Regions from separate parts of the Mus musculus genome. Here all the other regions are linked to region 2. A link is a contact called in public Hi-C and promoter capture Hi-C data. All regions are on one chromosome and are shown on one strand. Each heading gives the region's core, a stretch centred on a gene start, on an enhancer-like site or on the middle of the called end of the contact. The rest is flanking DNA. Distances are from core to core; before and after follow the strand shown.

Evidence for each region. Promoter capture Hi-C pulls out the DNA fragments that hold promoters and counts their contacts. A called contact is a pair of places that touch in the nucleus more often than the background predicts.
Region 1: a contact with region 2 is called in a promoter capture Hi-C map of second pharyngeal arch cranial neural crest, with 6 times the contacts expected there. The contact joins the enhancer-like site here to the promoter of Setmar in region 2. A contact is called at or near these places in 9 of 39 promoter capture datasets (the 3T3-L1 cell line, the HPC-7 cell line, cranial neural crest and 5 more), 2 of 115 datasets of contacts at active chromatin or transcription factors (astrocytes and embryonic stem cells) and 2 of 9 other capture datasets (embryonic stem cells and pancreatic islet).
Region 3: a promoter capture Hi-C map of second pharyngeal arch cranial neural crest shows a contact between it and region 2, with 9 times the contacts expected there. The contact joins the enhancer-like site here to the promoter of Setmar in region 2. A contact is called at or near these places in 15 of 39 promoter capture datasets (the 3T3-L1 cell line, 3T3-L1-derived adipocytes, the C10 cell line and 9 more), 2 of 15 datasets of contacts at CTCF or cohesin (large pre-B cells and pro-B cells), 6 of 484 Hi-C or Micro-C datasets (the 3T3-L1 cell line, the HPC-7 cell line, cranial neural crest and 2 more), 3 of 115 datasets of contacts at active chromatin or transcription factors (astrocytes, large pre-B cells and stem cell-derived neural progenitor cells) and 1 of 9 other capture datasets (embryonic stem cells).
Region 4: a promoter capture Hi-C map of liver shows a contact between it and region 2, with 6 times the contacts expected there. The contact joins the promoter of Trnt1 here to the promoter of Setmar in region 2. A contact is called at or near these places in 14 of 39 promoter capture datasets (the C10 cell line, the HPC-7 cell line, HPC-7-derived erythroid cells and 12 more), 1 of 484 Hi-C or Micro-C datasets (B cells), 12 of 115 datasets of contacts at active chromatin or transcription factors (the 230-238 cell line, embryonic forebrain, embryonic limb bud and 6 more) and 3 of 9 other capture datasets (embryonic stem cells, liver and macrophages).
Region 5: a contact with region 2 is called in a promoter capture Hi-C map of the HPC-7 cell line, with 11 times the contacts expected there. The contact joins the enhancer-like site here to the promoter of Setmar in region 2. A contact is called at or near these places in 10 of 39 promoter capture datasets (3T3-L1-derived adipocytes, the C10 cell line, the HPC-7 cell line and 6 more), 5 of 115 datasets of contacts at active chromatin or transcription factors (the 230-238 cell line, astrocytes, embryonic stem cells and 2 more) and 1 of 9 other capture datasets (embryonic stem cells).
Region 6: a contact with region 2 is called in a Hi-C map of B cells, with 14 read pairs. The contact joins the promoter of Il5ra here to the promoter of Setmar in region 2. A contact is called at or near these places in 9 of 39 promoter capture datasets (the C10 cell line, the HPC-7 cell line, cranial neural crest and 5 more), 1 of 484 Hi-C or Micro-C datasets (B cells) and 5 of 115 datasets of contacts at active chromatin or transcription factors (the 230-238 cell line, astrocytes, large pre-B cells and 2 more).
Region 7: a promoter capture Hi-C map of stem cell-derived epiblast-like cells shows a contact between it and region 2, with 5 times the contacts expected there. The contact joins the enhancer-like site here to the promoter of Setmar in region 2. A contact is called at or near these places in 4 of 39 promoter capture datasets (the 3T3-L1 cell line, embryonic stem cells, liver and 1 more) and 3 of 115 datasets of contacts at active chromatin or transcription factors (embryonic stem cells, large pre-B cells and stem cell-derived neural progenitor cells).

What each region holds. Positions count from the first base shown.
Region 1 is chr6:107,009,419-107,012,291 of GRCm38.p6, reverse strand. No RefSeq gene overlaps it. Among named protein-coding and RNA genes, the nearest start is that of Gm22418, 9.4 kb to the right of the region's middle. Within about 2 kb of position 1,296, at least 2 of the 459 cell types and tissues checked have an H3K27ac peak or open chromatin away from gene starts, as enhancers often do. A contact at or near this core is called in second pharyngeal arch cranial neural crest, where this site is marked.
Region 2 is chr6:108,063,688-108,066,920 of GRCm38.p6, reverse strand. Setmar (SET domain without mariner transposase fusion) reads right to left here and starts at 1,876. Exons shown (of 2, transcript NM_178391.4): 1 at 1,682-1,876. The coding sequence starts at 1,840.
Region 3 is chr6:106,673,369-106,676,320 of GRCm38.p6, reverse strand. Cntn4 (contactin 4) reads right to left here. Exons shown (of 26, transcript NM_001109749.1): 20 at 1,667-1,737; 21 at 352-586. Among named protein-coding and RNA genes, the nearest start is that of Il5ra, 74 kb to the left of the region's middle. Within about 2 kb of position 1,345, at least 2 of the 459 cell types and tissues checked have an H3K27ac peak or open chromatin away from gene starts, as enhancers often do. A contact at or near this core is called in second pharyngeal arch cranial neural crest, where this site is marked.
Region 4 is chr6:106,767,445-106,770,476 of GRCm38.p6, reverse strand. It overlaps Trnt1 (tRNA nucleotidyl transferase, CCA-adding, 1), which reads right to left and starts at 1,339. Exons shown (of 9, transcript NM_001242358.1): 1 at 1,221-1,339; 2 at 474-647. The coding sequence starts at 621.
Region 5 is chr6:106,724,702-106,727,622 of GRCm38.p6, reverse strand. All of the region lies in intron 10 of Il5ra (interleukin 5 receptor, alpha), which reads left to right. Among named protein-coding and RNA genes, the nearest start is that of Il5ra, 23 kb to the left of the region's middle. Within about 2 kb of position 1,377, at least 37 of the 459 cell types and tissues checked have an H3K27ac peak or open chromatin away from gene starts, as enhancers often do. A contact at or near this core is called in the 230-238 cell line, the HPC-7 cell line and trophoblast stem cells, where this site is marked.
Region 6 is chr6:106,747,671-106,750,501 of GRCm38.p6, reverse strand. Il5ra (interleukin 5 receptor, alpha) reads left to right here and starts at 1,465. Exons shown (of 13, transcript NM_008370.2): 1 at 1,465-1,655.
Region 7 is chr6:106,645,824-106,648,593 of GRCm38.p6, reverse strand. The region is part of intron 15 of Cntn4 (contactin 4); the gene reads right to left. Among named protein-coding and RNA genes, the nearest start is that of Il5ra, 100 kb to the left of the region's middle. Within about 2 kb of position 1,438, at least 7 of the 459 cell types and tissues checked have an H3K27ac peak or open chromatin away from gene starts, as enhancers often do. A contact at or near this core is called in stem cell-derived epiblast-like cells, where this site is marked.

The DNA.
Region 1 (2,873 bases), core at 47-2,546, 1.1 Mb after region 2:
TGGCTAGCAGTGGGTAGCGTAAATAAGATATCTCTATTCAGTAAAATGACTGTTAGAACAAGGAACAGCAACATTTGTCAAAAGTAACAACAACTTCAGGGGCTGGAGAGACAGCTCAATCCTTAGACCAATTACTGTTCTTGCAGAGGCCCTGAATTCGGTTCCCTGTACTTATCTTTAACTCCAGTGCTGGGACATGATGAAATTTCAGGTTAGGCTGCCTGTCTATAAACTGCATGTTTATATGAAAAGAAAAGAAAAAGAAAAAGAAAAAAAAATGAACATAGTATGTGTACTGATTCCAGATGGTTGTACTGATGATAGAAAACCTTGCTTGGTATTGAAAACCTCCTTCTTTGTTTATACTCAACTTTCACAAAGGTTAGCTATTCATTTTTTATTTGTTTGTTAAATTTGTTTTTTTAACATCAATGTCTGTTAACTCCATTATGTGTGAAATGATGACTGTGATCCTTTATATATGCTTGGCCCAAGGAGTGACACTATTAGGACATGTGGCCTTGTTGGGGACACTGCCATGCTCCCCTTCATGATAATAGACTGATCCTGTAAACCAACCCCAGTTAAATGTTTTCCTTATAAGAGTTGCCTTGGTCATGATGTCAGTTCACAGCAGTAAAACCCTAAGACTCTTGGGCTGGCAAGATTGCTCATAAGGTACAGATGTTTGCTTACCAATCTGCTGAGTCAAGTTCAAAGGTTGGAATGGAATGTCCATAAAGATAGAAGAAGGATAGGGTTGGCTCCAGAATGTTGTCCTCTGGCCTCCATGTACATACTTTACAGTCGCACACACACATACATCACATGAAAATAATAATAATAATAATAATAATAATAATAATAATAATAATAATAAATAAAAAACTTAGAAGCACTCTCCTATGTTAAGTGACTCACAAAGGTCAAGTAGGATAGTGACTCAAAACCTAAGTATTGAGATCAAAGTCAGTTATATCTCACCAAAATGCTGCTGATCCGTTTGGATGACCCTCTCAAAGCCTCAGGTCCATCCCTCTGATATGAGAACTGCGCAGAGTTATCTCAGTAGGTTGCTATGAGGATCAAAGTTGAACTTATTTCAAACATGTAGCATTACAGCTAAAATAGAGTAATTGCAAACAAAAACAAAACAAGAAAGGAGCAAGCCAACAAAAACTAGTGGTTTGCATTGTCTGACTTGAAACTGATGCAAAGAGACAGAACCAGAGCTGAAGGGCAGATACATGGGGTACTGAAAGGGCTTCCGGGTCCTGAGTAATAGACCCACTGGGATTCAGACAGGGCTGGTTGTAGTTAATGTGGCCCATCTGCTCGGCTGCAGTAAGCCCCTAAATTGTTTCCCGTGAGTATTCATTTGAGCTGATTAAAGCTTTTTTTAATGTGCCACTAGCATCTGGTACATCCTGTACTATTTATATTGGTTCGCTATTATGCTGTTTACCTTAAACAGCTTTGTTCTTTTCAAAAGAAAACATGTAACTCTCCCATGGAGGTCTAGGACACATTTGAATGATTACTGCTCTGTGTTCTCAGCCACAGTGTGACAAGACAAATGTAGACAGGTGAGTGGAAAGAACAGGGAACCAGGAGTATGCTCCTTAATATGTGAATTTCTGATACCTCGAGTGCCTCTATGATAATTGTGTTCCTTTTAGAGTATTTCTCTGTATGTACATATGTGTGCATGTGTGTGTGCATGTATGAGAGACAGAGAGAAACAGAGAGACTGAACTTAAAAGCCAGAAAAGGGAATGCCTGGCTTATTTTGTGAGTGTTGGGATTCCTAACTCTGGTCCTTCTTATTATATTGCAAGTGTTCTTAACTGCTGAGCCATCTCTCCTGCCCTAGTTGCCTATTAAGTTTTTAAAAGGACAGGGTCTAGATAGGACCACTGTTTTGCTCCCATATACCACTACAATGCTAAAATGTGTTTGGCACACACAACATGTTGACTGAAAGTGTGTGAATGAATATATATAGTGGGCATACCATGCCTATCCACTTTTAGACTGTATTGTATTGACAGCTATTTTGAATAATGGCATACAGTCCTTGTCTTAGTTAGGGTTTGCCTACTGTGAACAGACACCATGACCAAGGCAACATTTAATTGGGACTGGCTTACAGGATCAGAGACTCAGCCCATTATCACCAAGGAGGAAGCAACTTCTGTTTTAGGGTTTTACTGCTGTGAATAGACACCATGACCAAGGCAACTCTTATAAGGATAACATTTTAATTGGGGCTGGCTTACAGGTTCAGGGGTTCAGTCCATTATCATCAAGGTGGAAGCAGTCATGGTGCAAGAAGGAGCTGAGAATTCTACATCTTCATCTGCAGGCCTCTAGGAGAAGACTGGCTTCCAGGCAGCTAGGATGAGTGTATTAAAACCCATGCCCACAGAAACACACTTACTGCAACAAGGCTACATCTCCTAATAGTGCCACTCCCTGGGCCAATCATAAAAAAAAATCATACCAAGGATTATTAAAAACATAGATTTTAATCTGGTAAATCTGGACACAAACATATAATTAATTTACTTTTAAAGAAATATAGTTGTGCTTTTCAAGCCAGTGATCTAAAAGAGTACAATGCATACCTAACATTCATGTACAAGAACAGCAAAATGACCCACAGATAAAATTAAGAGCTGATTTTCAGTGCAAAATTTCCCAACTGATCAGTTGGGCCACTTCTTATTGAACGCATATAGGATTTATTAAGCATGTGCTATGTGATAAGTATAGTATTAAGTCTTCATATGTATTGTCTTGTGTAGTTGTTAGGTTTGCAGCAGCTTTTTTCTTCCAGCTACTGTAGAGGAAATGGCAAGCTCTCTAACTAA
Region 2 (3,233 bases), core at 627-3,126:
TCTGACATCCGAGGGGGCACCCCTCTGCCAGCATCTTTGGTCTTTCCCTATTCCATAAGCAACTTAGGCCATGGTCTGAGGGGTTGAAGGGTGGAGTAGGGCTTTGAGGTAGCAGCCATTTATTGAGTTCCTACAGAGCACTAGGAACAGTAATTCCCAAGCAGCTGAGAAGAGGGTCTATGACTTAAACTCTAGGGCTTCTGAGGATCTGAAGAAGTTAATTTATGTGTGTCCAAGATCTCTCAGCATGGCGGAGACCTCAGCTAAGTTTGACTCCAGGGGCTGAGATTCATAACCAAGCCTTTCTTACATGTCAGATAGCCGAGACCAGACATGGAGATGGTTTTCTCTGATCCCTCAGTAAGTTCTGAGTACAAGCCAGACAGGGGGAAAAAGCTTTCTGAAAAGTCACGCCTCTGCCACACACATGTTAGGGAACTGCTATTTTACAGACAGTATAAGGTAAGAATCCTTGTTAAGGTCTTATTACAGGTTCAAAGAAAAATATTAAATTCTGTCCATTTAAGAACTTTTCTTTCAGACCAACAGCTTATTTCCCCCTCGAGAGAGAAAGAACATGAAATTGGGTAGATTGCGAGGTGGGCAAGGATCTGTGAGGATTTGGGGGAGGGAAAAAGGATGACAAACATATTGTATGGGATTCTCAAAGAGTAAATAATAGTAAGACGTCAAGAAGACTGCAGTTCCAGTAAACAACCTTGATGAAACTCATTGGCTCTCTGTCTCCTACACACACACACACACACACACACACACACACACACTCACCACAGCGAGATGAAAGATAAAAGGGGCACTAGCCAGGAAGGTGAAGGATTACTGGGAGAGGGTGAGGGACCAGAGAGGGTGGTGGTGCATATCATCAAAACACCTTCTGTGCATATGTGGAAAAATGTCATCACAAAACTCATTATTATGTATAATCAACATTTGCTAATGAACATTTTAAAAATGCCATAGTTAAACTAGATACCCCGTGTGCTAATAAAAAAAAAATAAAAATATCGGGGGTGGGGTGGGGTGTGTGTGTGTGTGTGGGGGGGAAGAAGCCTGTTGTTACAGCCAATTTGACAATTACTACCACGTGGGGGAGCTATGTGTCTCTCTTTCTTGGCTTCTAGGAAAGAGCTCTAGCGCCCCCGGGGGCAGTGAGTAGCCCTGGAATTCTGCTCTGCAGCGAAGTGTGAAACAATCCCCTTCCTACTCACCCCCCCCCCCCCCAGCTTCCTACTCCCCCCAGCTCTTTAGACCTGGCTCTACATGGGCATTGGCCTCAACTACTCAAGATATAAGCAGCTCTCTGGTTCCTTCCATGGAGGCTGTCCGCAGGCCTCTATCTCCGCCCCAACATGGAAGGGTGCAGGCTCCCCTTGGTGAGAATTAAGAGGAGTCTTGTAGTCAGCCCCTGTGGGGCTACAGGACATCCCTCCAACCCAGTCTAGAACAGCGCTGGCCCCGCCTGGGGAGAGAAGGGAAATAGACAGGCCCTTTAGCACCGCCCCTAAGATCGGTGAGCTGCTTTCTAGCTCCGCCCCCATATAAAGGGCACTGGCCCCGCCCCCGGGGGAAAGGGACAGCCCTCTAGCGCCGCCCTCTGGCTCCGCCCCCAAAGAAAAGGGCACCACCCCCAGCCCTTTCAGCCACTTAGCCCTGCCTCTACCTGGAAAGGTTTAGGCCTGGGCTCCGCCCCCAAAGGCCACAAGCTCACAGGCAAGTTCTCCAGGCCGCACGCTACATCTTGTTGTTCTGTCGGGGCTACAGATTCCTCCTCAGATGCTGCTATCTCGAGAGAAAGCTTCTCCACACCTTCCGCAGACATTTATGGTCTCGCTTCGACTACTCGCCTGACCATTTTGGGCCTCCGGGAGGATGCTGGGAGTTGTGGATTCTGCGGCCCTACTTCCTCATGGGAGTTGTAGTTTTCCGTCCCAACAGGCTGCAGGTGAGGGAGATACCTCCCTCAGCGTCGTTGGGGTGCTTTTCCTCTGGATCCCACTGTTTTAAACTAGATACATAGCTGATAATTTCAGAACCACAAAAGGTACAAAATTTGGAGAACTTGAAATGTTTTCGTTTTTTTCTGGGGAACCTTGTGAAGCCTGGTTGTTTGTTCAGCCTTTGAGGGTTTAGTAGGTGTTTGGAAATGTATCGTCTAAGCTGAGGGAGAAAATACAGTCCAGAGAATATAAAGATCTAGAACCCGCGGAGAAGTTGGGTGACTGGCACAGAATTTGTTTTTGATAAGGTCCTCTCCTTGTAAGCTCACCTTGTCCCATTATACAAAACAACAAAAACCTGTTTTGAGTAGAGTCACTCACTGATCACGCCAGAGTTTCTGTATCTGGTGGAAAATGTTAACATTGCCAAATCTCCCCATTTTGCTTGTCTTGCTTCTTTTTCTTATTCTCCCTCTATCCCCTCCTCCTCCTTCTTCTCCTCCTCCCCCTCCTTCTCCTCTTCCTCCTCCTCCTCTTCTTCTAATTTTCTATCTTCACTGCTTTCTGTGATAATAGGGTCCCACAGGGCATCCACTCTTGTTGACCAAAAGTTTGGAGGCTAAAGGGGGACACTGAAATAGATTGTCCTTATAAGAGATTCATTAGAAGATACATTGATGACACAGGCAAACAGACAGACAGGCAGACAAAGGGCCTTCACGGCAGAGCAGGCATTTCTTCTTAGAGGTTTCAGAGGAAGAAGGGAGTAGTTGATGAGTAGCTTGCAGGTAGGCTGTTCCTGAGTTATCTATGAAAGTCACCAAATTACTCTAGCTTCTGGAATTGTTACAGATCCATACAAACGGGGCAGCTTTACAAAATGCAGGATCTTAGGTTTTTCATCTTTGTGTTTTAGAGAAAAAAATTACAAATGTATGTGTGCATAAATAAATATATTCTATATACTTAGGTGTGTGTGTGTGTGTGTGTGTGTGTGTGTGTGTGTGTGTGTGTGTATTTAGCTAGATTTGTTTCAAGACAGGTTATTAGTATGAAACCCAGTGTGGTTTTGAACTCTCCATCCTCTTGATTATTAGGACTACTTGCATGAACCACTGCATCTAAATGTCTTAATTGGCTTTATTTTCAATTCTAGAAAAAGGACAACATTTCACCCTGTAAGGTAGAATAAGCATTCTGATTTTCTGAGCGTAGCATTGGTTGTATAGGAAGAGAAGAGATGGAAAAGCAGAAGCAATAAACAAAAGAAGAATG
Region 3 (2,952 bases), core at 96-2,595, 1.4 Mb after region 2:
GTGTGTGTGTGTGTGTGTGTGTGTGTGAGAGAGAGAGAGAGAGAGACAGACAGACAGACAGACAGACAGACACAGAGACAGAGACACAGAGACAAAGAGAGACAGCAAGAGACACACAAAGAGAGACAGAGAGAGGGAGAGAAGGAGAGAGACACAGAGAGGCAGACACACACACACACACACACACACACACACACACAGCATATGGTAGATAGCGAGCCAATGATTTATAGTATACTTGTCTGCAATGAAGCTATCCTTTTGATTTATATGTCTGTTATAAGTTGATGGTATATCCTGAAAGGAACACCATTTAGAATTGAAGAAATATCGAGGTAGCATGAACCATACCTTCTTCAGCAGAATACACCAGCGTGGTGGGACTGAAAGGGCCTTCCCCTTTGTTATTGAAGACACCCACTTTAACCTCAAAGGGAGAGAATGGACGCACACTCTCATTCCTGAACACGTATCTGGAGGCATCAGCTGAAGCCAGCACGGTCAGCATCCAGATCATTTTGCCATGTGGCCGGAAGGCAACCACGTAACCAAAGCCTCTGCCATTCTGTAATTCCTCAGGGACTGTCTGGGGGGAGGAAGGGAGGTTGTACTCAGAAAGCACAATAGTTTGATTCAAATATTAAAGGGGACTCCCCAGTTCTTGCTTCGGGTGATTCAACTGCTAAAGACTATGCCTCACCAATTGAAATTGGGTTTTACTTGCCGGCACATTTTAAACTTAGGGCTATCCTTTACCAGCCTCAGGTATTCATGTGATACCAGAGCCTTGAAAATGAAATGAAGGTCAGCTCTGGAGAGTTGGGTTCTGGTAACCTGGACTCAACTCAACCAATAATGTTCAAGTAACCACACAGTTGATTAAAACAAAAACAAAAACGAAAACAAAAACAAAACAAAGTTAAAAAAAAAAGAAAGAAAGAAAAAGAAAAGAAAAGAGAAGCCCTTCCATCACACACCATCCAGTAATCATTTTCCTTGGGTGTCAAATAGATGAACGAATTCACAAAAGAGGGCCATCTCTGTTCAGGCAAGATCCTGCCCCTACGAGGCTCTGAGCTCGGCTAGGAGGCAGGGGTAGTGGGGGATTTCTTTTCTTGCTCTGCTGGGGCTCTGGGTGAATGAAAGGCTTTTTATTTCAGGGGACATTGTCTAAAATCTTTGGAACACATTTCAAGCCTTTTCTGAAGCTTCCACCTCCTCTCTCAAAATCAATTTTTAATAAATTGGTCACTAACCTTCCTCCAGGTTGTTTAAAGAAATACCTCACAGCCCAGAAGCAAAGCCAACTGCCAGGAAATTGTTCTGGGACGCTCAGTCTATAGCTAGCAGATGTTTTAAATCAATTGACCATGCAGCAATTCAGAAAGAAAAGAAAGACTGGTCTTCTCAGAACCAGACTTCCTTATTGTTTTGTTTTTTTTTTAAAAACCTGTGTTATCTTCTCTTTCATGATTTTTTTCCCCCTGTGAGCAGTCAAACTAAAACTTGCTTCAACAATGGGTGGCCAAGCACTTTTACTTCCTGACAGCCATTAATAGATTTCTTGGAAACAGAGGGGAACAGTTCCTGGCTCCTTGTCATATGGAGGGAAATAGCAAAACAGCCCAGATAAATTCATGTCCCTTTGGTTCTGTGATGGATTTACCTCCCAGGTTATAACCAGTTCAGATTTGCTGCCTCCACCACCACTGACGTTAGCCGGGGTGACTTCAGGGACTGCAGGAGACAAAACAGAAATCAAATTATTTCAGGTGTTAATGGCAAATGGTAGCCAGGAAGGTTACCTAGATGGGATGCCTCACGGTTGTTGAGTACTTGGGCACATGTCCCTTTGTTTTTGGATATCAGAAATGACATCCTCAAGGGGAGCACTGTACTGGCTTACAGAAGCAAGATCTCCCAAGGAAAGTGCTCTTAATTACCCGTTTCTGGTTCAATGGGGTCTACACACTGACCAACCAATTGTTTAGCTCCGTCCCTAAAGACCTAGGAGTTCATAGACGAAGAAAGGACTGAAGAATCTGTTCTCTTGCTTGGTTAGACATTTATTAGTCATGTGGTGGCAACACAAGGAAAAGACAGGACAAACTGTGCCCACTTGGAGCTTACAATCTAGTGGGAGAATGAGAGCACATGCAGAAGATCACAGAGAAACTTGGACAACACCCAATGATGTCGCAGACAGAATGGAGAAGAGCAGTGGTGTTCTGGAGTAGCAGGTTGCTCAGAGAAGTGCTGGGCTAATGGCTTCTCAGAAGAAGGTGAGCTTTGAGCTGGGTGTTGAAGGAAGTGGTGGATTTAGGTTGACCCCTGGCTCACTGTGCTTAACCTCTCTGATCCCCAGTGTTCTCTGTAAAAGAGGGGAAATCAGACTCACTTCCTTCTCAGGATTACAGGGCACACTTGAGTTATAGATTTGGAGATGTGGGAAGAGAGCCTAGGATTACTTATGCCATCATCTAAATAAAGGGCTCCAGGCAGATTCTTGAAATATCTAGCTGAGGATTGCACCTGGCCAGTCAGTATATTCCCCTGATTAAAGGCAGCAGCAATACATGGATTTTTTTATTTCATCAATTCTAAGAATAAGGTGAAATTGCTGGTCTGCTTAGGATCTTGCTATGCCTTTAGAAATCATTGTTATTTTCATGGCTGGGAGCTCTACAGAGGCCATATAACAGGATCTTCCAGTTGACAAGAGCGTAATCTGCCTGAGTTGACTGTACAACATTTCATTATGTGTTTATCAAACAGGCTACTCTCATTCATTACTTGGGACAATGGTTTATGTCCTAAGAAAATGCTAGTAAAGACTTCTGAGGAAATGTTCTCTGACCATCTGTGATTTCTGTTTGTTTTTGATTGTTTTTGGTTTTTTTTTTCTGACACATGAGAAGAGAGAGTTGACTTTGGAAGTATTATGCTGTTTTG
Region 4 (3,032 bases), core at 90-2,589, 1.3 Mb after region 2:
TAAATTGCAGTTCTATATTTAGATTTACAGGCTTTTTAGGTGCACACACAGAAAAAGAGGGAAAAAAATCTATTTCCTTCTGTTCTCTCAGAGAGCAATACAACAAAGGAAAACAGAGCTTCGTTGTTAACAAATCAGATGACATCAGACTCTATAATTTAAAACCCAGCTCCTTCAATTACAGAAACAGACAGGCACTTCACTTCCCAAGCACGTGTTCTCTTCTGTTCAGAACACATATCTAAAGCTCTTGGGTCTCATTACATAATGTATGGTAAATGGAATTTCTTGGAGGACACAGAAAAGTTGTGCTTCATGCTGCAGTCAACTTCCCACCATTCTCAATATACCCCAAGTTGGCCTGTCTTTCATTGGCGCTACAAAAATATCCCAACACTGACAGAAAGATGTCTGCCTCGTCCTTTTCTGCAGTTAACAACTCCAAAGCCCAGAGGACAATCTTAACTTCTCACCTGTCAGGCTCTTCAATCCTTCGGTGAAAAGGGACTGGAATTCTGGGGACTGCAACTTCATTGTAAACAGGTATCGCTTCAGAAGGCACAATCTACTCCAACTACACCTCAGGACCTGCCTGTGCCAAGGATACAGGACGCTCTGCATCTGGAGACAAGTCGCCAATCACACATCTAAGGCGCAAACACACAGGTAACGCCAATTACACTTCAAAAGGAGGGCCAACAAACGCTGTCCGAAATGAAAGTGATCCTTTCAGGAACGCTAAACCACTTCGGTGGCAGCTACCCAAGTACTCTTGCTATGATTACTATATGGGAAGCAGGAGGGATTTGGAGTGCCAGAAAATAAAATATTAGATCGGCAGCAACAGCAGGTTTCCAAAAAACACATCAGTTGCACGTGCTCACCACCCTCCTCCCCTACCCAGGGTCGGCCTCAAGGTTACAGCATGCCAAGTTGGAACTCTGCGGGGTTGCCTCAGCAATTCTCGCCGCATGCCCGACCTCTAAGAGGTGGGAGCTCTTAAAGGGCCCCAAGAAAAGTAGCGCGCCGCGAGGACAGCGACGCTCAAGCCGGTCGCGTATCTGAGATAGCGACTTTCTCCCCTAACTCTGGAAAACTGCGGGGAACCGGCCCTGAGATACGACCGCCGCCCACGGCTCAATGAAGAGAGACCGGGCGTTGCCTAGAGTAGGGAGCAGCCTCCACCTCCCGCCATCTCCCAAGGACGCGTTCAGACGCACGCTGCACAGCCAGGTCGCCAAGGTGTCTTAGAAACGTGGCGCTCCTACTCCGAAGACCCGCTTACCCGCCTGCTGCCCGGGCCGCACGCGCACTTCCGGGTCGCGGACCAGTGACGTCAGCACGCACGAAGAGCCGCAGCGAATGAGAAGCCACTGAGGGTCCCACCCACTTCCTCTGGGCGGGGCTAGGCTTTACTAAGTGGAGCCAGTTCCTCCTGCGCCTGCGCGCATGACAGGCAGTGGGGTTTTTTTTTTTGTTTGTTTTTTGTTTTGTTTTGTTTTTTCGGGCTTTAGATAGAGAAAGCAATCAAGGTTCTTGTCTTGGTGCTTGAGATGGGGTCGACTTGCTTTATCTTAGCAGTTAACAGCTTTTCGTAAACTTCGCCACCGGCAACAGGAAGAACTTTGATTTTATTCAGTCCTATGCATAGTGGAGAGATTGGCAGAGAATAAAAAGACAAACCTGTGGCTTAAACTTCCTTAACCTTCCTAGTTTTCCTTGAAAAACGCATACGCCATAGTATTTCTGTGTTTTCTGTCACCCTGCCTCTTAACTTCAGGGGTCATGGGTATCTAATTTTTTAAACGACAGACTAACTATCCCATTCAAGATTCACAAACACCGATAATGGAGTCCAAAGCCTGAATCTCAGATCCCATGGCCCTGCACACTTAAGTAGATATTTGGATAAATTCTATTAAAGAGAGAGAGAGAGAGAACTGCACTGACGTAAGACAGGATGTTTAACAATCTCCAATTAATATCAACAAATAACAAAAAAAAATATTAACAAACTGAATTGCACGACATCCAGAGGATTTGTCCATAAGTTTGGGAATAAATGTCATGAATTAAAGTTGGAGTTAATGTTCAGAAACCAGTTGAGGTAACTCCCATACCAACAGACCCTAAAAGAAGAGCCATTAAGTCACCCTAGAGACACAAAAGAGCTCTTGTGTTTTATACAGTCACTCAGAAAATTAAGGTTAAAATTACACAATGGAGTACTACTCAGCTATTAAAAAGAATGAATTTATGAAATTCCTGGCCAAATGGATGGACCTGGAGGGCATCATCCTGAGTGAGGTAACACATTCACAAAGGAACTCACACAATATGTACTCACTGATAAGTGGATATTAGCCCAAAACCTAAGATACCCAAGATATAAGATACAATTTCCTAAACACATGAAACTCAAGAAAAATGAAGACTGAAGTGTGAACACTATGCCCCTCCTTAGAAGTGGGAGCAAAACACCCTTGGAAGGAGTTACAGAGACAAAGTTTGGAGCTGAGATAAAAGGATGGACCATGTAGACACTACCATATCCGGGGATCCATCCCATAATCAGCTTCCAAATGCTGACACCATTGCATACACTAGCAAGATTATGCTGAAAGGACCCTGATATAGCTGTCTCTTGTCAGAGTATGCCTGGGCCTAGCAAACATAGAAGTGGATGCTCACAGTCGGCTATTGGATGGATCACATGGCCCCCAATGAAGGAGCTAGAGAAAGTACCAAAGAAGCTAAAGGGATCTGCAACCCTATAGGTGGAACAACACTATGAACTAACCAGTACCCCGGAGCTCTTGACTCTAGCTGCATATGCATCAAAAGATGGCCTAGTCGGCCATCACTGGAAAGAGAGGCCCATTGGACACGCAAACTTTATATGCCCCAGTACAGGGGAACGCCAGGGCCATAAAAGGGGAGTGGGTGGGTAGGGGAGAGGGGGTGGGTGGCTATGGGGGACTTTTGGTATAGCATTGCAAATGTAAATGAGCGAAATACCTAATAAAAAATGG
Region 5 (2,921 bases), core at 128-2,627, 1.3 Mb after region 2:
GTTTTTTGGTAAGAGATTAGACTGAAAATCACTGGACTCAACAGTGGTTCTTAACCTGTGGGCCATGACTCCCTCCCAGGTCACAAATCAGCTATTTTGCATATCAGATACTTACATTACAATTCATAGCAGTAGTAAAACTACAGTTATGAGATGCAGTGAAAAGATTTTATGGTTGAAGGTTACCCACAATATGAAGAACTGTATTAAAGTGTCATAGCATTATAAAGGTGGAGAACCATTGCTTCATGTGAACAACGAGCTTTCTCCACTCTCAGTGAAGGCTGTATCTGCCACTCAGGACCTGGTATTATTAGAAGTGAGTGAAAATGTGTTCTTCTAAAAGGCTTTGTTTAGGCTTAAGATGAGTGGCACTTAACCTGGGAGCAGAACAAGACTCAGTCACCCCAGTTTTCACATGGCTCAGTCAGCAGTGTGGACACCATTTTCAGGGTGACTGCTGCTATCTACTGGAACAAATCCTTCAGCAACAAAGACATGCTGCTCATAGCCTTCACTTGATTCTGGCCTTCACTTTCCTGCTATGGTGTGAGCCAGGGTGTGTATATATGTGTGTGTGTGTGTGTGTGTGTGTGTGTGTGTGTGTGTGAGTGTGCAGGGTAATATGTGTCCTGGGGTGGGTATCAGAGCTAAGCAAAAACCAATGTGGCATGTTTAGTTGTGATCTGTTGTTATGCATTGTAATGCTAAAATCGCTAAATACTGTACCTGAAGCTCTGTGCCTACGAGTGAAATCTCATGTTTACCAGCGTTTGTTGTGCAAACATTGTTTCTTAATTTAAAACTATCAGTTAAATAAAAATGGCTACAGCCAAATACTGGAGAGATTAGAAATAGGCAAGTTTTTAGATATATGGTTACAGAGAACCTGAAATGGTAGAGAGGAGGGCAGAACAAGGGAAAGATGAGAAGATGCCATGGGCTAAGGGATTCTGAAAGCTCACCATGAGGGCTGGCCAGTCGGAATAAAAGCAGCCAAGCAAAAACATAGCAAGTCTTATCATGGAATTATTGATTGGGAAGTAGATACTAATAGCTTCGAGGGTAGATATCTGTCCAGCTCTAGTGCTATTTAAAGGATTATTATAAATATAAAAGTTTTGCATCTTTTATCTGGGAACTGAATGATCAAAGGCAGGGTAGAAATATCCCAACTGAGATTAAATAATTACTACAACAGCTGCGACACACAGGCATGCGTGCAGGATGGAAGGAGGACTTTTATTCTTTGACTTGGTGTTCATGACAGAAGTGCAAAGCAATTTCCCTCTCCCTGAAGCTTATAGACTCAAGGGCGGGGAGGAGATGGTGTTATCTTGAAGATCACTGAATGTACTTCCTTCATGGTCCACAGTCTATCAAAGGAACTCAAGCTCCAGCTGTGGCCCCTTCTTTCCTCTGTGCCTGTAGATTTCGAGCAGCTCCCTTCATCGTCTGTCTGTTTGCCCTTCTCTGTCTTTCTCGTCTGTTCTCATCCTTTCTTCTTAAATTTCCAAACTGTTGTGAGACAAGATACAAAGCAGAATAGGGAAGAAGAAAGGGAAACAGGTACGAGGAAAGGGTCAGTTTCACTTTCTCTGCGCTTTCAAAAGAAGTCTGTCCCTTTAGAGTTTTACAAGGTAAGAGAAGGAAAGCTCCGGGTCAAGACAGAGGGGAAATGCTTGGAAAGAAAAATAGGTGAGCCATCAGCAGCAAGGGAAACCCCGCTTCGTCTACTGTCACAGCTGCCACTTTGGAATTTTCTTTACAAGTGGGGGATTTCAGCTGGGCAGACATAGCAGTTGAGTCAAACTGCTTCTTTGACTCAGGCTTCTGTGGTTTCAAGGTTGGCTGGATCTTGCCTGATAAGCCTCAGGCCAGACCACCTTGGCTCTGTGGGACTGGTCTACCATCTTGAAGGTAAGGTTGCATTAAGCTTTTAGGCTCTGTTCCATACTACCAAGGATTTTTATTTTATTTCATTTTTAAATTTCAGGTATAGCTACTTCTCTTGGTGGCCATATCAATCAATCTTCCATGCTTAATACTTAGGCCAAGGAAGGACTCTATCCCTGGCTCTGTGCAAGATAAGTTTATTCACAGTATTTAGGATATCTCCCCAAATATCATTTGTTAATAGAAAGATAGGAAGAGAGAGAGGGCTAAAGAGAGAGGGAGAGGGATAAAGAGAGAGGGAGAGGGATAAAGAGAGAGGGAGAGGGAGAGGGAGAGGGAGCAGAGGGAGAGGGAGCAGAGGGAGAGGAAGGGAGGAGGGAGAGGGGGAGAGGGAGGGGGAGGGGGGAGGGAAAGGGAAGAGAGGGAGAGGGAGATGCTCAAACCTGGTAATGGCCTAGGATTCAGCAGCAAGACTACCTTTATACCTGTGAATGCTGACTGATGTTCTCATCCCAATTATTGTGCTCCAGTCAGAGAAACTGAGACAAGAGGGCAGACCTTGCTTGCGCTGTAGACTGCTGCAGAGAGGTTTCATTTTACTAGTTCTTGGCCTGCTCAGGCTCCATGTAGGCCAAGCACTGGAGATGTTTACATTGACCTCTGCAGGCAGTTTTTGTCTAAATGTTTCATGCTGTGCATGACACTCATTTTGTGTCTCTCCGTGTGTGATACGCCAGTGCATGTGTGTGTGCGCCTTTTCATCAATATTTTTTTTTCTGCCGTCGAAACAAGCCAATTCAAGCTTAATTGAGAATATGGAGGCAGGTTTATTGGAGGCAGATCTGGGAAGGAAGATTCACTTAGCTCACAGGAGGAGCCTAGGGAAATGGAGATGCAGACAGGGAGACAGGGGAGTTAAGTAGAGAAAGAGAGAGCACATGCATGCAGAGAGAAAGAAATGCAGAGACAGGGAGAAAGAGGGAGAGAGAAGGGAGTTGTAACATGTCTGGATTATATAGAGAAGA
Region 6 (2,831 bases), core at 216-2,715, 1.3 Mb after region 2:
TGATCTGGTTTCATTTTGGCTTCTCTTTCAAACGGTTACCTTGGGAACCCCGGGCACAGACACAGCACTGTACTTACACCGTGCGAGCGGACACTGAGCCCCGCAGCAACTTTTTTCAGGGGACTCATCATTTATCATCTCACAAACAGAAACACTGATTTAGCCTCCACAATGGCTTCTCTATGTCTGCCCCCTCTTCTCTGAAAGACTTCTCTGCTGGCTTCTCTGGGGACTAGGAGTCCTGCACCAGGTCTTTGAGAGGTAGTTACTACTATCTGGCTCAAATAAGAAAGCACTGAACACAGTTCTCATGTACTCTCACCCTAAGCCAGTGCTTTGTACACCTGTGGGACATGACTCCCACAACAGGGGTCACATATCAGATATCTTGCATATCAGATATCTGTATTATGATTTGGAACAGTAGCAACATTACAGTTATGAAGTAACAAGGGAATAATTTTATGGTTGGGGTTAGAACCATTGCTCTAAGCCATAATTAAAGGGGGGAAAATACCTGCTCTGCTAGTCACTCAGCATGAAAATCCTCAGACTAAAACACCCAGAGAAAAGCAAAGGGCAGGAGACTCCAAGAGCATCTGTATCAACTGAAGAACAACAATAAGGCTAGGTTGCCACACTGGGCACTGGAAGATGACACGGGAGTAGTATGTGGAGTGTGCCTTGGAGACTGTCACTGTCAGGGCTGATGACGGATGAGCTGGGTCAGGCTAGATAGACCCTAGCAATTTATTAGAGCTAGACTCCTAGGCAATTCTCTCTCTACATGTTCACTTAAGGGTTCAGAGCTTCATAACAAAGCAGAAGTCAGGAGTCTCAGAAATGCACTTCAAAATCAGGGTGGAGGAACCTGCCCATGTGTCAGGCCCTGTGACCTATCAACTCACAAGCCTCCTGTTGGGATATTGACCAGACACAGTATCTTTGCTTATATGCAAGCACACACTTGCGTGCAACACACACACACACACACACACACACACACACACACACACACACACATACACACACACACACACACCAGGCTAAAGCTCGCAGAGTTCTCAGATTGTGGTATATGAAGGAGGCAAGCCTTTGTCAGTGAACAGTATGATCACTAAGACTCTAGTGTGGGCCCTCTCTAATGGGTTGCTCTCTTGGGAATCTTCTTCCAAAGAGCAGTTGTGTGGTCTTTCCATTGTAAGAGAAACTGCAGGTGTCTTCTTAACCATGACAGTTCTGATGATGAAAGAGTAAAGAACCCGCCTTAAAGTCAAACACCAGTGCACCCAGAGAGTAGATGCACAGCTGCAGGCTCAGAGCTCGGCAGCCACTGTACTTCTTAGTAACCAGGAATCAAACGTTTGACTCACTGTAGGGTTGGTAGGGCAGATAAATACCTTTTTCTATGACTAGGCTGGAGACACGCCCAGGACCCTCACCAAAAGGAGGGACAGGAAAAGAGAAATAATTGGTAAACACAGAAAATGTTTCAATAGAAAAAAGAGGAAACAGAACACTGTGTAGCCCTGTTATCAGCAGAGACAGAGCTAACGCTGGGGATACCAAACTAGAAGAAGCTCACTGGACAGGTCCCGGTATGCAGTTCTATTTTTGTTGATGGCTCTGTATCTAATGTGTTCATTTGTACCAAGGTGAGTCCTGTTAAAGTAATGTCTTGTGTTTTGCCAAAACCCCTGGAAATAGAAGACATTTGTTTCCTCCTGCTGTTGACAGTTTATTAAAAGAAGTATATATCTAATGACAAGACTTCTTAAAAAAATATACGAGTTTAGAAAATAGGCTATAGATCTAGTTAGATATAGTCAGAATAAGTTTCAGAGTTAATTTCAAGAGTTACAAATTTAGAGACAAACAACAATAAGGTAGTGATGTCATAAACTGAAGTTATTTTTTTCTGCTTTCTGCTGAAATATCTTTGGTATCTGTGATTTTTATTTTATCTAAAATGTACAAAAAGCTTATGAGATGTCTCACTTGGCTTTATGCTCACTAGTTAGGTACCTAAAACCAGGAAGATATATATTCCAGATACACAAAAAGCATGGATGGAAAGGAATCGAGAGAAAGAAGAAAGAGAGAGAGAGAGAGAGAGGGAGAGAGAGAGAGAGAGAGAGAGAGAGAGAGAGAGAGAGAAAGGAAAGAAGGAAGAAAGAAAGAGAGGAAGGCCAGAAAAAACGATAATTCAGTGGATTATAATTTTGAACACTTCATTACCTATTATTTCTGTATGTTCATATGGTCTCTTCAATAGTTGGCTGGTGATAAATATATGTAGTTGATTATTAAACATTTATATTTTGAAATATAATCAAGATTTGGAAATCAAACTGTCTCATTTGTTTAACAGTACTTAACATGCAATGTGGGGAAATTTTTAAGTAATGCATGCAAGAAGCCAGTCTTGCCAGGCATTGCCCACACAGCCTCACAGCTGATCTAAGCCATCCCTTTGTTGATGTTGAACAGACTTGCCTTGCCTCACAAGGGCTGAGTAATGACTTGTCCCTATTCTTCTCTGGACCAAGACTGATAGGCATGTGCCCTGGACCTGACAGGGTGATACGTGCTGGGGCTATGATGGAAAGCTAGATACAACAGGCAGTGGTGGTTCTCGACTTCTAACGTTGAGAACCTGTGGAACTGAAGGGATCATCCATAGTCAGGTATGTCCACCAACGAGGAAGCATCTATGTGGATCTTAGTGCCAAATGGGATTGGTGAGATATAGTTAAGTATTGAGATACTTGTAGCAAACACTCTGTCTATGCAGAATACTGAGGGTGGCAGCTATTCAGGTCTGGTTTTAC
Region 7 (2,770 bases), core at 189-2,688, 1.4 Mb after region 2:
CATATCTACATGAGAAGAAAAGTAGAATAAAATGCACCACCAAACACTAAAACTTAAAAGACGGTTAACACTAATTGGAGAGCAGGTACTACTAAAAAACTGACCTTTTACAATACTTATTCTAAAGAATAAACAGAATTGACTATTCCACTAAAATTTAAACAATGAGTTGATATACAAATAAATACTTATTCTCAGGGGCTTAAAATATACTTAGCTTTTAGAGACCTATTCATCCTTAAATAAATGAAACAGAATTCATTTTCTAATTATTGAACTCTGTTGGGTCATTATTTGTATGGTCTTTCTTCCTCTCTTCCTTCCTTCCTTCCTTCCTTCCTTCCTTCCTTCCTTCCTTCCTTCCTTCCTTCCTTCCTTCCTTCCTTCCTCCCTCCCTCCCTCCCTCTTTCCCTCCCTCTTTCTTTCTCTCTTTCTTTCTTTCTTTCTTCTTTCTTTCTTTCTTTCTTTCTTTCTTTCTTTCTTTCTTTCTTTCTTTCTTTCTTTCTTTCTCCCTTTCTCTCTCTCTCTCTCTCTCTCTCTCTCTCTCTCTCTCTCTCTCTCTCTCTCTCTCTTTCTTTCTTTCTTTCTTTCTTTCTTTCTTTCGTTTTTGGAATAGTGTTCTTCTATACAGCCTGGCCTGCACTGGTACTGCCCTTTTGCCTCAGCTTCTAGAGTGTTAAAATAACAGGACTGTGCCACTACTTGGCCACTGTCTTATATTCTACACTGTAACACTCACACTAACTCTTGAGCATGTGTCGTTTGTGTTGTATAAGATGATGTCAGTAAAAATGAGCATGTTGAGTGTATACACACACACACACACACACACACACACACACACACACACACACAGAGCACCCATGCACATGCTTAATTTGCACTACTCTCTTAGAGCTACTTAGAGGAAATAACCCCTTCTGATGGAGAACTGAAAGGGCACATGAGATGGATGAAGTATGAAAGTATTCCTTGAGAAATCCATGCAAGTTTTCCTTTTTCACTTTGTTTTATTATTGCTATTTACAGGTACAAATTCCATGCTCCCACCCCAACCTGTAGAAAACAGAGACATGATCACATCACAAGAAAGAAAAGAAAATATCTCTACAGTGGAATCCTGAATCAGAAAGAGTACAGCCCTCCCCCAAAGGATGTAGGGTCTTCTGCCTCTTTGGCAGCAGATTCTCCATTTTACCTGAGCAAGGCTAGCCTACAAATCTAGATCACCTTCATTCACCACATGGTAACCAATTAAAGACTCCCTTTGAGTAAAGCTCTCCTAACTCTGCCCGGCTCCGACAGTTGCTCCACTCCTCGAAAGCCATAAACATCAAAAGGACAAAATGAAAGCTGCCCAATGAAAAGCAAAGAGAAGGTTCCTTAGACAAGCAAGAAAGGAATGCTGACTGATCAGAATTGCCCTCATTTGCATGACAGGCATTGCATGCGGGGTGGGGGTGGGGGGCAGAGGGGCCTGAGGAGGAGTGCAGGACACTCACTGTCCTATAGGTTTTTTCAACCTGGTGACCTAAAGAGGGCAGCAGTGTGTAAACCCTTTCCTGAATCCAGGTGTTTAATTGGTGCCTTGGTTCTCTGAGCAATGAGATATAAAACAAAACACCCCAGTCAGGCTGAATAGAAACTGGAGACTCCTTTGTAAAGCAATTTGTAAATCACCTCTGAGAGAATACTTATGGTCCATTATCAAGGAGCTGAGAAAATAAATACAAAAGAGAGCTGTTTAATAAGAGTGACTGGCAGAAATAGAAATGTCACCAGCCAACCGAGGGTGGCAAGTTTGTTGTACAGCAATCACTCTTGTGATTATCAAGGTTAGTGAATTTTCCGGGTTCCAATGTGGAGCAGAGAGTGTTTACTTACTACAAGAATAGAATTGTTTGAAGGACACCCCAACACAGTTGGTTGTCTCTAAAGTCTTGGCTCAACTATTGTGATCAAGTTGTTTGTTTTTAAGAAGAAGTTATAACTTGTCTGAAAATCATTCATACTCGTACACCCACTTACTCTTACTCTTGTATGCCACCAGGGAAAGCACACCTCTTGCTTTTAGAATTGCACAGTGTTGGAGTCATGGGGTCTCTCTGCTGGGATGTCTTTCTAAATGCAAAGAATTTTCTGAAGGTCTACAAGCCTCTATGATCAATAAGAATACTCTTTTTAAATCAGACTAGCAAGTAAGTAACTAGGAATGGGGTGGAGAATTGGCTAAATATATCACCTCGGTTTGACATTTTCTTTTCCAAGCTTTCTTCATGGTTTAAAAGAAATGACAATCTAAAAGGATATTCAAAAATGCTTCTCAATGACAAATTAAATAAAAGAACATCTTTAAGTTAAAGTATAATTAGAACCACTCCATGACATCCCTTCGATTGTGATGGAACATTAAAAAAAAAGATTCATACACATTTACATCAAGTAATGATTAGATATTTTTTTCTGTTGAGGAAGGAGGAATTATAAGTGTGTTTCTTTCACTTACAACACATCAGTAATTCCCCCATGAGTCACTGGGCAAAAGGGTTCCCAAAGAGTCTCATTAATCTCAATAAAATAGAGTGGTTCACATCATAAGCAACACAAAAATAAGGCACTGTGAGCTCTTTGCTGATTAAAGAAATACAGTCTTGGTTGGGGGGGGGCATTTACTGCATCTCATGCTACAAAATAAGAGAGCATTTTGCTAGACTCCACAAGAAATGGCACAGATTTCTTGAGACAATAACAATGAATTTGAAGACAAAGC